Linked DNA regions of Gossypium hirsutum: region 2 is linked to region 1. Evidence: chromatin contacts called from public Hi-C data. All regions are on one chromosome and are shown on one strand. The core of a region is the stretch at or near the end of the contact, and the rest is flanking DNA. Distances in the headings are between cores, read along the strand shown. Region 1 holds the start of LOC107950684. Region 2 holds the start of LOC107950685.

The links. Hi-C and Micro-C count contacts between places; a contact is called where the count stands out from the background.
Region 2: a Hi-C map of leaf shows a contact between it and region 1, with 2.5 times the contacts expected there. The contact joins the promoter of LOC107950685 here to the promoter of LOC107950684 in region 1. A contact is called at or near these places in 2 of 34 Hi-C or Micro-C datasets (both in leaf).

Annotation. Positions count from the first base shown.
Region 1 is chrD03:23,262,105-23,268,299 of Gossypium_hirsutum_v2.1, forward strand. It overlaps LOC107950684, which reads right to left and starts at 3,485. Exons shown (of 5, transcript XM_016885579.2): 1 at 3,137-3,485; 2 at 2,940-2,988; 3 at 2,278-2,340; 4 at 2,128-2,192; 5 at 1,170-1,375. The coding sequence starts at 3,265. The coding sequence ends at 1,283.
Region 2 is chrD03:23,486,998-23,493,192 of Gossypium_hirsutum_v2.1, forward strand. LOC107950685 reads left to right here and starts at 3,904. Exons shown (of 5, transcript XM_041089948.1): 1 at 3,904-4,967; 2 at 5,530-5,654. The coding sequence starts at 4,376.

The DNA.
Region 1 (6,195 bases), core at 2,235-4,734:
ATTTTCAACCTAATATGTATGGTTAAGAAAGCCTTATTTTGATAATAAAATTATTAGAATGTAAAAATACTGAAAAATATTTTCTTATTAAATTGTTTTTGTTACAGATTTTTTTATAAAAAATTTAGTTTATATTAATTTCGTTTCAAGTACAGAAATTTTGTTAAATACACTAATCTCAATTCTTTTTAAATTTTATTACTATATACCGTTCTTTTAAAAAAAATTGACAAATTTGATTAATATACTATTTATATTAAATACGATAGTCAATAATTTTATCTGTTCTATTTAATTTATTAATTAAAATATTATAATAATTTTAAATATATAATATATTTATTTAATATAAAATCATAAAATGAAGGGACGAAATTGACTAAAATTAAAAAAAATCATAAAATAAGAATTACTCCGAAACCTCACATTATTTAAAGAACTAGAATTGAAATTTCCCTTTACATTTCAGAATTTCGACATTATTATAAACGTAAGTTACTGGCTCGATTTTTGACACTATTATAAACGTTCCCTTTATAACTTGAACCCCTAATTGGTTTATAGGTTGTAAGTAATCTCAGTTGGTTCATTGGATGATGTTAGTGTGCTTAGAGTGGAAATTTCAACTTTTATAATTATCTATTTCTTTACTTTTCATACTTAGGGTTCTAAAAAATAATAGTTAAAATATGTCATAAATTCATGTATTCTTCGTAAATTTAAAATTTAATTTTTTTTTTAAATTTAGTCAACTTATTTTTCAAATTTCAAATTTTAGATCCAATTATTATTACTGTTAAATTTTTTTGTTAAATATATTGGTGTAACATTTTGAATAAAAAACTCACTTTGTAGTAATATAACTAAAAAAAATGATGTAATGAACTTGAATTTAACAAAAATAATTTTATTAGTATTAACAATTAGACTTAAATTTTGAAATCAAAAAAATAAAAAGACTAAATTCCTAAATAGAAGTGCAGAGACTGAATTCCAAAATTATGAAAAATACATAGACTGGCATATTTTAAGCAAAAAGAAAAGCATCTGACTCAGCTCTCACCCTCACCAGCCATACATAGCAGCTGCTATTGCCATCATGTTTGTTAGTCTTTGCTTCTCATAAATCGATGAATAAATAAATGTGAAGTCGACCAATAAGGAATTAATTAGCAACAATTTTGAATCTTGAATAACAACGGGATCATAGTCTTTTACAAAAATTCCTAATGATATATCATCTCTCCGACAAAGCTAAAATTAAGAGAACAACAATCTTATCTTAGCTCTGCTCCTCATTATCTAAGACATCCTTGGCAGCAGCTGCCGCCATCAACTCACCGAACTTCTCTGATTTCCCCAGCAGTATTTCAATCTACAAAATAAATTCAACTCCATGCTTTCAGCCACTGGACATTAAAGTAGGTTTAACCATTTCATGCAAATATAAGAGAGCTCTATGATTATCAATGAACCCAACTTCAATACGTGACTATTACTATAAACGTAACTCACCAAGCCCTTCATAATAATACATTGACAAACCTGGCTCACACCCTCTATGCTAATGATTAAATTAAGCGGATTAAAATATGAAAGCACCTTTTCATACAAGTATAGATGTCCACAACTCAATATGCGTTCATATTAACAGAATCTATTGCAACCACTAGGCCTAAAACTTTCAGCCTGATCAACTAAATCTCATGAGTTTCATTATGGATTACAAGTGAATTTTGCAATCTTAATCCCCAAGGAGGGCTTTACAAACACATGCCAACTCCAACATAGAACACTACACAAAACAAATAACTTGTTTCATCCCATTTTTCTATCCCACCAATTAACACAACATATTATGCCTTCTCACTTTGACAACTCTAATAAAACTCCTGTTTCCAGATGTATTGAGGTTAGTCTAATGTGCGCCACATGATGAATGTCTGTTACTTAAACTAGGGTGTGAGTGTCTGATACAGGTATAGTTATATTGTTTTCTAAATTTTTCTATGTATTTGGAGAATCTTGAAAGATCATATCCGCATATCCGCATATCCGGCAAGAAGAATGAAGAGTCCAAGCAACATAAATGAATGTAACTTAATATGGATTTTATTAGCAGCTTACTTTTGCTTTTTGAACTGGTCGTCCCCCTGATTCTTCTCTCATGTCAACCGTAGAAGTCATGATTTCTGGGAGATATCATGATAGTAAAAGTTAGAATTCTCAACATGAAATTAAAGATAAAAGGAATATTTTTAAGGGTACGAATCTCACTTTTCTCAACAGCTAGTCCATTGTTCTTCAATATCTCAGCAATGGTAACAACTGTAGCAATAGCTGAGGACAGCATTTAAAAGCAAGTGGTAAGGAAAGTCAAGGAAAAACAAATTAGTTAAGCACTATAATTTTTTCTAACATTCTAAGACAGGAGCGATCTGCATTGCGATACATCCATAAATTAAATGCCACAAAAGATGAACACACAGCATGTCTGCATGACAAGGTCAAGGAAAACCTTCACTTTGTTCTTTTGGTTAACAGTGCAATCATAAAGATAACGAGAATAATGCAGGATGTGAGCACCCCAGGGGCCGCACCAAGGACCCAAAACAGTAAATTTATAGGTTTACTCCCTTTGGAATTGCAAAGTTACTAATTAGTAAAATGGTAAAATTGCATTTTGGCCTCCGCCAATTTATAATTCAATTATGGTCCCTAAAAACCCCTGGAATATCCGTAATTTGTTAGCCATACACAGTCGAAGCTATCAATGAAAATGACAAATCCCATCCCTGAAAAGCTAATGTAATTAAAAATATTGAGAGCATTGAAAGCAAATTGCGAGTTTAATAGCCACAGAAAAATCAGCAGAATTTGGAAATACGTAACAGATGGGCATCCAAATGAAAGGGAAAGAAATTGCAAAGAAAGAATACCCATTCCAAGTGCAGAGAGTTCCACCCCATTGTATTGCTGCATGTACCTCTGCCCCAAAACAATAAAATTAAAAGCTATTATTTCTTAATGACTAAAATAAAAACCACTTGAGACTGAGCTACCCACTACTCACTGCTGGAGAGCAAGAGAAAAACACCCAGAAACGACAAACAAAGTAAAGGAGAATGGAGCGAACCTTGGCGAGATTAACGTAGAAGAAGAGGGGCTTTTTGGTATTGGAGACTTGGATACGGTTCTTCTTGTTGTTGGAGGGCGATGAATCCGCGATGTTCAAGCTGTTCACTCCTTCTGTTATCACCTCCATTCTTCTTCTTCTTCTCTGCTGAGTTCAGCTCACCTCTCGCCAACAAGGCAGAAGAGAGGGACCTGGGGTGGACCTTTATCTTCAACCCTCGAAAACCCTTTAATTTTACCCTCTTGCCTGTCCCCCGCTCTATATTGGGGGGTTTTTCCTCCTTTCGCTATTCTATCATTTTGCATCGCAAACGCCATCGTTTTATTTGCTTTAGGCTGGGATTTTATTGCCTCCACTTATTTAAGAACCAGAATAAGCAAAAATTAAAGTTGTCATAATCGAATGGGACTACTTGGTTGAATTTGATAACTCTAACGGTAAAATCGTATCTTTGAGTGCTCAGGTTAGAGTTATACCATATTTAATTGTGATCTCATTATGTGTATTTTATAAATGAATTTAAATCGGTTTTTCGTTTTTTGTATTTTTATAATGATTTGATTTTTTATTATAATTAATGTATTTTATCTCTTAAAAAAATCGTCACTATAACCTACACAAAAAATAAGTATTTTGAAATTCAACATCATTGATTTTTCCTTTTTACTCTTCTTCGCAGCTCGTGTAGTGCACCAACCAAAATTGAAAATTATTTATCTTGAATGTTATAAAAATTGAATTAGAGGTGAAATGGATTAGATCTCAAATTTTCGATAATTTATCTTCAACGGTTCAACAATTAAATTATTAAAAATATCTTCACCTAATCACACAATTCACAATGATAAAATATAGTTGTACTCCAATTACTATCAATAGCCATAAATGTTTTTGGAAATCTTGATTCACCACTTTTGACATTTTATTTTGACTAGTAGGATTTGTGTCTATAGTGCAGTGACTTTGTCATATTAATATTTTTCGAATGGATTGAATGAATAAAATTATCAAATGTTTGATTGATTAAATATTAATATGATTATCCTTAATGGCTTTTGCATGAAAAAAAATGTATAAGTAAATATATGCTTCTTGATTACCTAAAGTTTAACTAATAATAAGTTACACTATATTGATGGATTATAATGAGAGAAGAAAACTTATATTAGTAGGTAATTTAAATTGTCCATAGCCTATAGAACTAGATTGAGCAAATGATTCAAATAAATAACGGGCTATTATGTCGTATATTATAACACTCTTCACCCATCCCGATGTAAGGTACAAATGAGAGATTTTGTAACATCTTATATCTAACCCGATCGCCGGGCCCGGGTATCAAGTGTCTCAATTGACCCGATTTACTTGCATATTTAAACAATACAAAATTATACATCTATTGCTACTATTCAACCTTATTTCCATGGGTGACAATAAATTTTCAAAATTTATACTCTTATTATATTCTTTAACATACTAGTACTGAGTCCTTACTATCATTCTACCATATTAAGCATGAATAATTATTTACAATTTGTAACCTGAGACTTTACTAAAGATACACTTAATTAATCCCCAAGGCGTAGCCTCTAAGGGTGTCCTTCTATATGCATGAAACAACTATGACACTCCAAACCCGACTAGGACAGACAGACGCGAATTCGAAGCATTACATTAGCCATCGAAGCGACTCTTCAACTAACGACCACCCAACACACACCCCAACCTTATAACACCTCATTTATGACTAATTAACTATCATTTATTAATGCAAAAGCAATTTGTGAATCATTTTTAAACTTTTACTAAGCATTTATGTAACACCCCGAACTCGAAACCGACACCGGAGTCGAACACGAGGTGTTAACTGACTTTAACCCCTTATAAAATTTATTTTCCAGACACTGCCCAATCTGTGTACTAGTCGTTTTAAAAATCATATCTTGAGTTTCGTAACTCGAAAATCAGTTCCGTAATTTTTCCCAGAAACTAGACTCATGTGCCCATCTATGTATTTTTTTCTAGAATTTTTGGTCGGGCCAATTAGTACAGTTTATTAGTCAAAGTCTCCCAAGTTGCAGGGATCGACTACACTGACCTTTGCCCATTACGACTTGGATATCTCCCTGCACGGGGCTCCAATACTGATGCCGTTTATTTCTATGAAAACTAGACTCAGAGAGGAATCTGTACATATATGGTACGACCCCTAATTATCTCTGGTTAATTTTTAATGAAATTCCAAAGTCGGAGCAGGGAATCCAGAAACCGTTCTGGCCCTGTCCCACAAAAATCTGATTATCTCTTAATATACTGCCCATATGATCTTTTCGTTACTTCCTCATGAAAGCAGACTCATCGAGCTTCGATTACATAATTTATTCATCAATTAATTCCACTCCTACTATTTTTAGTGATTTTTCAATCTCATGACACTGCTGCTGCCAGCATCTGTTACGAAAGTAACTAGGTCCATTTCATGCCTACCCTTGATCCAACTCAATCGAACATTCGTGCCATTTTCGCATGGCTTAAAGTTTACATGCCAAAATTCAAACACAACGTAATAGCTTATACATGCCAAAATGTTCTTCTAAGCCAACTAAGAAGAAAATACCAAAACTTGCTATCCGGTGTGATGACTTCGATGACGGCCCGACCCCGCAAAAATAGATGAGTCCAAGCAACCTATAATGGGTGACAAGGAAACATCGAGTGAGTTTATAACTCAGTAAGTCATAAGCAATGCACTACCATCTATCAATAACATTATCCCAAGAGGAAACAAAATGGAACAAGACAATTTACTCCATCCATACCGAACCATACCATAGTTCCTCCAACCTATCGATTCAATTTCATATCAATTCATGCATTCACATTCTATATACTCATCAATAGGACATTGAAGCATTTTCATAAATCGATTTATTTTCGTTACAATCAAACGACTATACGGCCTTTCACCCATCCTACGATAAATTTTATGTACGTGACTTCAAGTATATTTGTCACATAGGTTCGAACTTACCGAGCTCAACACCAAGTATAAGCATAGC
Region 2 (6,195 bases), core at 2,654-5,153, 230 kb after region 1:
ACCATAACAAGTCGTACTATAAAGACTGATGTTGGATATACCACAGTCCATGTAGTGGGATATGGTTGATCAAGATAGGATTTATCCTTCCTCCATAATGAGAGTCTTAGGCCTCTTGATGGAGTGAGACTAGAAATACATGGTCATGCTCAAATAAGTTGGTATGAGATATCACACTTATTTGTTTATTGTAGTCTGCTTAGAAAATAAAAAAAAATATAAGTTTGAACTATACAAGTGTGACTATTCCATGACTTGTGTCCAATCTAGATATTAAGGATAAAAGGGTATAATACCTGAAAATATTATCACAGAAAGGTTATGTCGCATCATGACTTCTTCTAACTTGGGCGATAATGATGCATTACTAGATGCCACTCATTGCCTGTAATGTTAGAAACGCTCTAGTATTACTAGCAACATTACAAGAGCCTACAGGGTCACACCCTATAATTGAAACGAACAAAATCCAAATACATTTGGTATTGTATTTAGTTGTCACGTGAATTAAATTAATTGTTAAATTAATTTAATTTGATAGTCAAATATTAAACACATTATATGCACAAAATTGTTGTACACAAATAGAGAACATAGATAAAATTAATATATGAATTTGATTCATACAAAATATTAATTGTATATATTTTACTAAATTTATTAATAAAAATAATTATATTAATTAATTTCGGTCAAAATATAAAAGACATTAAAATTAATATTCTTTTGGAAAGGATATAATTAATATATGAATTTGATTCATACAAAATATTAATTGTATATATTTTATCGAATTTATTAATATAAACAATTAAATTAATTACTTTCAGTCAAACTATAAAAGGCATAGAAATTAATATTCTTTTAGAAAGAATATAATTAATATATGAATTTGATTCATACAAAATATTAATTGTATATATTTTATCGAATTTATTAATAAAAATTATATTAATTAATTTCAGTCAATATATAAAAGAAATGAAAATTAATATTCTTTTAGAAAGAATACAATTCCTTTTTCTAACTTTCCATTTGTCTTCTCTATTAATAAGGGAATAATCATATATTCTTTTGGAAAGAATATAATTCCTTTTTCTAACTTTCCATTTGCTTTCTCTATTAATAATAGCATAATCCTGATTTTCCTTTTTAATATATGATATCAAAGAGGATAAAAGGATGATAATCCCTTAGTGTGTGAGGGTTACCAACTTAATAAAATAAAGGTCTAGCAACCGTTTTTAATTATTCTCTATGAAAAGTTCAAGAAAAAGTGGTTGTTTGTTTTTGATAGGGTGGACTACGTAGAGGCTGAGACGATTTCGTTATGGCTTCGAATCAACATCAAATCAGCAACATCCTTTCAATGTTTTCACTAAAGAAGGTATATTTTTAAACCTATTTCAACTCGATTCGTTCCTCGTACATGGATCCGTGGTTGATGATCGTCAGAATAATTGTTTCGTTGAGCCACGGGGCGTACCGGCAATCCAACACTTTGTTCTTTTAGAACATCCCAAACTTATCAAGAATTCCATTTTTGTGGCACTGAAAACAAACCCGGTCTTATCATTTCCCTTCTCATATTTCCTGAAGTGCGACAATTAACTTATATCTCTGATTCCTATCTCCTTATAGATAGCGAGTCAATGTCTTCTTATTTTCAAACTTTCAAGTGTCAAACAACCTTATAGAATTTGGGTCATGTTGTTCATAACGTCGGTTCTTTTCTTGTTTGTTTATATTCGTGAATTATATCCAAGTTTACCCTTTTGTTTATTTTTCCTTCATAATTCTACCATTATTCGAGCAAGTACCTATTTAGACGATCGGGAATATAAAATCATAAATCGAGTTTCAATCTCATAATCGAGTTCACATCACATGATTAGTCATGGCATTATCCAGTGGCAAACAAGTATGCATTATGGCAACAACGAAGTCCGCCAAGACAGTAAACCAGGAAGCCTGCTAGGGCATAAAAGGAGAAGTCACTCTATGATTCGCGAGGCAAGTTGTATGATAGGATGATCATGGTGCATCTAAAAATGCGGAAAAATGGGATAATAAGAGGATCCGCCAAAATGTGACGTTAAGTGGAATTGATAGAAGTGTCTTAACACAGGTATATATGAGAGGAAGGAGAAATTCCTTCAACGAATTGGAAAATCTAGTATCCACCATTTTGAGTCCTCTAGAGTTGATGTATAAACCATTATGGGTTGTGGGGTAGCGAAATGTTTCTTCAAGCTTGATTCCAAGTGTTCCTCGGTAAGGAGGTCGCCAAAAACGGGAAAGTTCGCACAAGATTATCTTAATAGGGAAGTTCCCCATAAATTACCCCTGGTGGAAAGTACGCTAGTGATTTACCAAGAAAGAGGATGGTCGTTAAGACTATCTAGCGTGGGAAAGTCCACATGGGACTACCAAGTGTGGAAGTCCGCCAGAGACAATCCAAGAAAGGGGTAATCGTTAGAAACTAGCTATTAATGGGAATCTGAGATGAAATGGGAGATTGTCAAGCTCCGGAAGAATTTGTTATTTGGAAGAGCACACTTATGACCAATTAGTGGATATGTCCGCCAACTACTGGCAAAGAATGCAAGGCGACAACTACGCCAGAAAAATCGGCGAAACTTCTTAAGATACTCAAGGAGATCTAAATTTTGTGTTTTATTTTATTCCTGAAAAATACATAAAGCCTTTTTTAGTAGTGTTGTACTGGTTGTCACTAAGTTCTTTGAACTTACGATGGTTTTGCCTTGTATGCAGGGTCAAAGACTGACTAAGGGTCATGTGAAGGGGACAAGCCAAACACCCCTAAGCTCATCCGAACGATGCCATAATTGTATCATGCGTATAGAGGGGTACCCTGAAAGGCTACGCCTTAGAGGAAATTGGTTATGTGTATTGTTCTGATTTTAAGGTATAGTCATAGTAAGCGTCAACGTATGACACTAGCAAGCTGAGAAATTATAAGATTCTGGTACTTGTAATAAATAGAATATATTGAAGTTGTTTCTTTTTTTCAAAATACGTTGTTTAGTCAAGGTGTGGGAATAAACTTGATATATATATTTGGGTTATAATTTGGCGTTGTCTGAGTCGTTAAAAAAAATTGAAGTAGCTAAATATTACGGTTTGTCTATGATACCTAGTACCCCAATTCGGTAATCGAGTCAGGTATAGGGTGTTACAAGTCCTATATTATGCGTAAAGTTATAGATTTAGTCCACATTCACCAATTGGATCATTCTTAGTGGCTATATTTTTTTAATTTCAAAATTTTACTCTTAATACAAACAACAATCGTTAAATCTATTAGCTAATTTTTTGTGAGTAATATATGAAAATAATAAATAGACATAGCATTACACATATAATAATATATTTGACATATCAAATTTAAAAAATAACAGAACTTAACTTAATGAATTTAATTGTTATAATTTGGTTAGGACTAAAATTTTTAAATTCTAAAAATAAAGGACTGAAAATGATCAAATTAAAGTTCAAGTACTAAATCAACAACTTATGCAAAAATACAAGGTCTAATAGCAAAAATTGACCTATTTTATTATTGGGTATGGGAATGAAAATGATCAAATTAAAGTTCAGGTACTAAATTCACAACTTATGCAAAAATACAAGGTCTAATAGCAAAATTTAACCTATGTTATTTTATTATTGGGTATGGGCTTATTTTATTTTTGGGTGCAGGCCTAATAATAGTTGGGCCTGGTTCAAGTTTTATTTTAAGTTTCTTTCCTATTTTTAATAATTATATAGTTTTATATTATCAAACAGTGAATCAATTGAATTGATTGAATCAGTAATCTGACTGATTCCATCATGTGTTGTTAATAAATGGATTAGTCTTTGGGCCAAAAAAAAAAGGCAAACCCAAAATTCAGCGTGTTGTTAATAACTAGTGTTCCCTCACTCACTCTCACCAGGCACGATTTCAACGTTCCAAGTCTAACCTCTGAATTCATCTCTACATCTCTGAAACTCTGGATCTGATTTTCTAAAATCCTTTAGCTATCTCCACGTAACAGATAAACTATCATTCTCATCCTAAATTAAAATTCTCATCTAATTCATTAACAGGATTTTGGTGAGTCTACTCCTGCTCTTTCTCCTCAGTTTACAGTTCGAGGAGAAGCAAACCCCTTTTTTATATTCCTTAGAACTGCAAAAAAAAGAACTGCGACTTTGATGATCAGGGTCTTTCCTTTTAAGTAGTTTATGCTTGGCTTCTTGGTATTGAATCTGAAATCATAATCTTTATCTGTTAAATCTGTCCAATTGCCTATTTGGGTATGGTTCATTTGCATAAATCTCGATGCTTTTCTGCTGGATTTGAATTATCATGAATAAATATCCGTTTGGCTCAAACAATCCCAAGTCCTTCAATGCATATCCAAGGGGTGACTTTGATATAGAATCAGGAACTATCAAAAGAACCAGAAGTAGAAAATCATCAATTTACCCTGTTAGAATGGTTAAGTCCTGGGCTAATCGGCTTCATTACTATTACAAGCTACATCCACTATTTGTTTTCTCTATTTCCTTGGCATTCGGGGTCACGATCCTCATAGTTTTATCTCTATATGAGCAACACTATAGGGTGCTGCGTAATTATATGAAACTTGATGATGGCTTTGGCAGTTATTATCCCTTTGCTAAGCTTAAGAATCTTGTAATGGTTGCTGGGCATTCGGTTTATACAAGCAGTAGTTGTGAAAAAGCTGACAAGGAGGATTCTTGGTTTTTGGAGTCTTATCAGAAGAATCCAGGCCAGGCTGCCACATTTTTGGCTCACATAAAAGAAGGGATAGAAAGCACTGCACTAGATGATGAGGCTTTGCTTCTTTTTAGCGGTGGAGAGACTCGGAAAGATGCTGGTCCTCGTAGTGAGGCGCAGAGTTATTGGACAGTTGCTGACTCCGAAGGATGGTTTGGTATGTAAACTCATTCACTCATTTTATTTTCCTAAGTTTATACTATAATATCTCGCATTATTTTTTGTTCAAATTTCCCGTTGTTTGAAGGATGAGATGTAAACTTGACAATACATAATGATTGCTATGATTGTTTACGTGGTAAATCCTATAATCCTTTTCTAGTACCAGTATGTTTGCTATTCTTTAAATCCGAATCTAAACCTTTAAAACCTTTAAGGTACTGGTGCTGTGGATTACTCTTATGAGGAGTACTGGATACCTACTATACTTGTATTATGAAGTAATTATGTATTGCATTCGTGAAGATGTTGTTATTGATTAATTGTGTTTCCACATTCATAGTTATGCCTTCAAGTAAAGTGAAGAGCTCCCTTTTTGCTCCGAAGAACTACCTTGATCTTTTGATCAATAATAATGAATGTTACTGCAATTTCTACTCCCTAGTCAATTTCTATGAGTTTCTTTCTTGTCTACCTTTATTCCGTGAATTTTTTTTTCTATAGCATGAAGGCTTTAAATCGTCTGAGTGGCATTGTTATTGTATTTTATTGCTCTTCAGGGAAGGAAGAAAGTTTAAAGTGGAGGGCATTAACAGAGGAGCATGCAAGAGATAGCTTTGAGAATCTTCTCTTTAGTGTTTGTCGGTTTCGTGAGCTTACTGGGACATACCCACACAACATAACTGTAAGTGTTCTAAATTTGTTGGTCTTTCTTACTTTTACATTCCGCTCCTCCTCTTCTTACCTTCTATCAGCATATCTAGCTAGGGTAAAAGAAAAACTGGTAGTTAACTAATCAATGGTTTCTATTTGTTGTTGAGCTACACTTTGCACAAAATAAGTATAAGATTAATGATTCAATTCCATTGATATGGGCATTGAACACCAGAAAGATCACCCAGATAAGTATGACTGCAGCCATGTACAGGAATAATTCATTTAATTCTCAACACATATCAGATTTCCTGCATATATACTTACATCAAAGTTGTCCAGTGTAGCCCTTGCTAATCAAATCAAAAGGGTTTTGAGTGGGTTCATATAACATCTTGTGATTTAGAATAGACTTTAATCTAAATCACTAAGTTGCAACATAAGACAGTTGAAGTAACTAACCTCCTTATTCCATGAACTCGGGTATGAGTCAATAATGGTATGTGTCCAGATGTCTAACTTGCCTTTTGCTAAAAATTTTGATTTCTAGATTCATCTAAAACTGTCCAAAA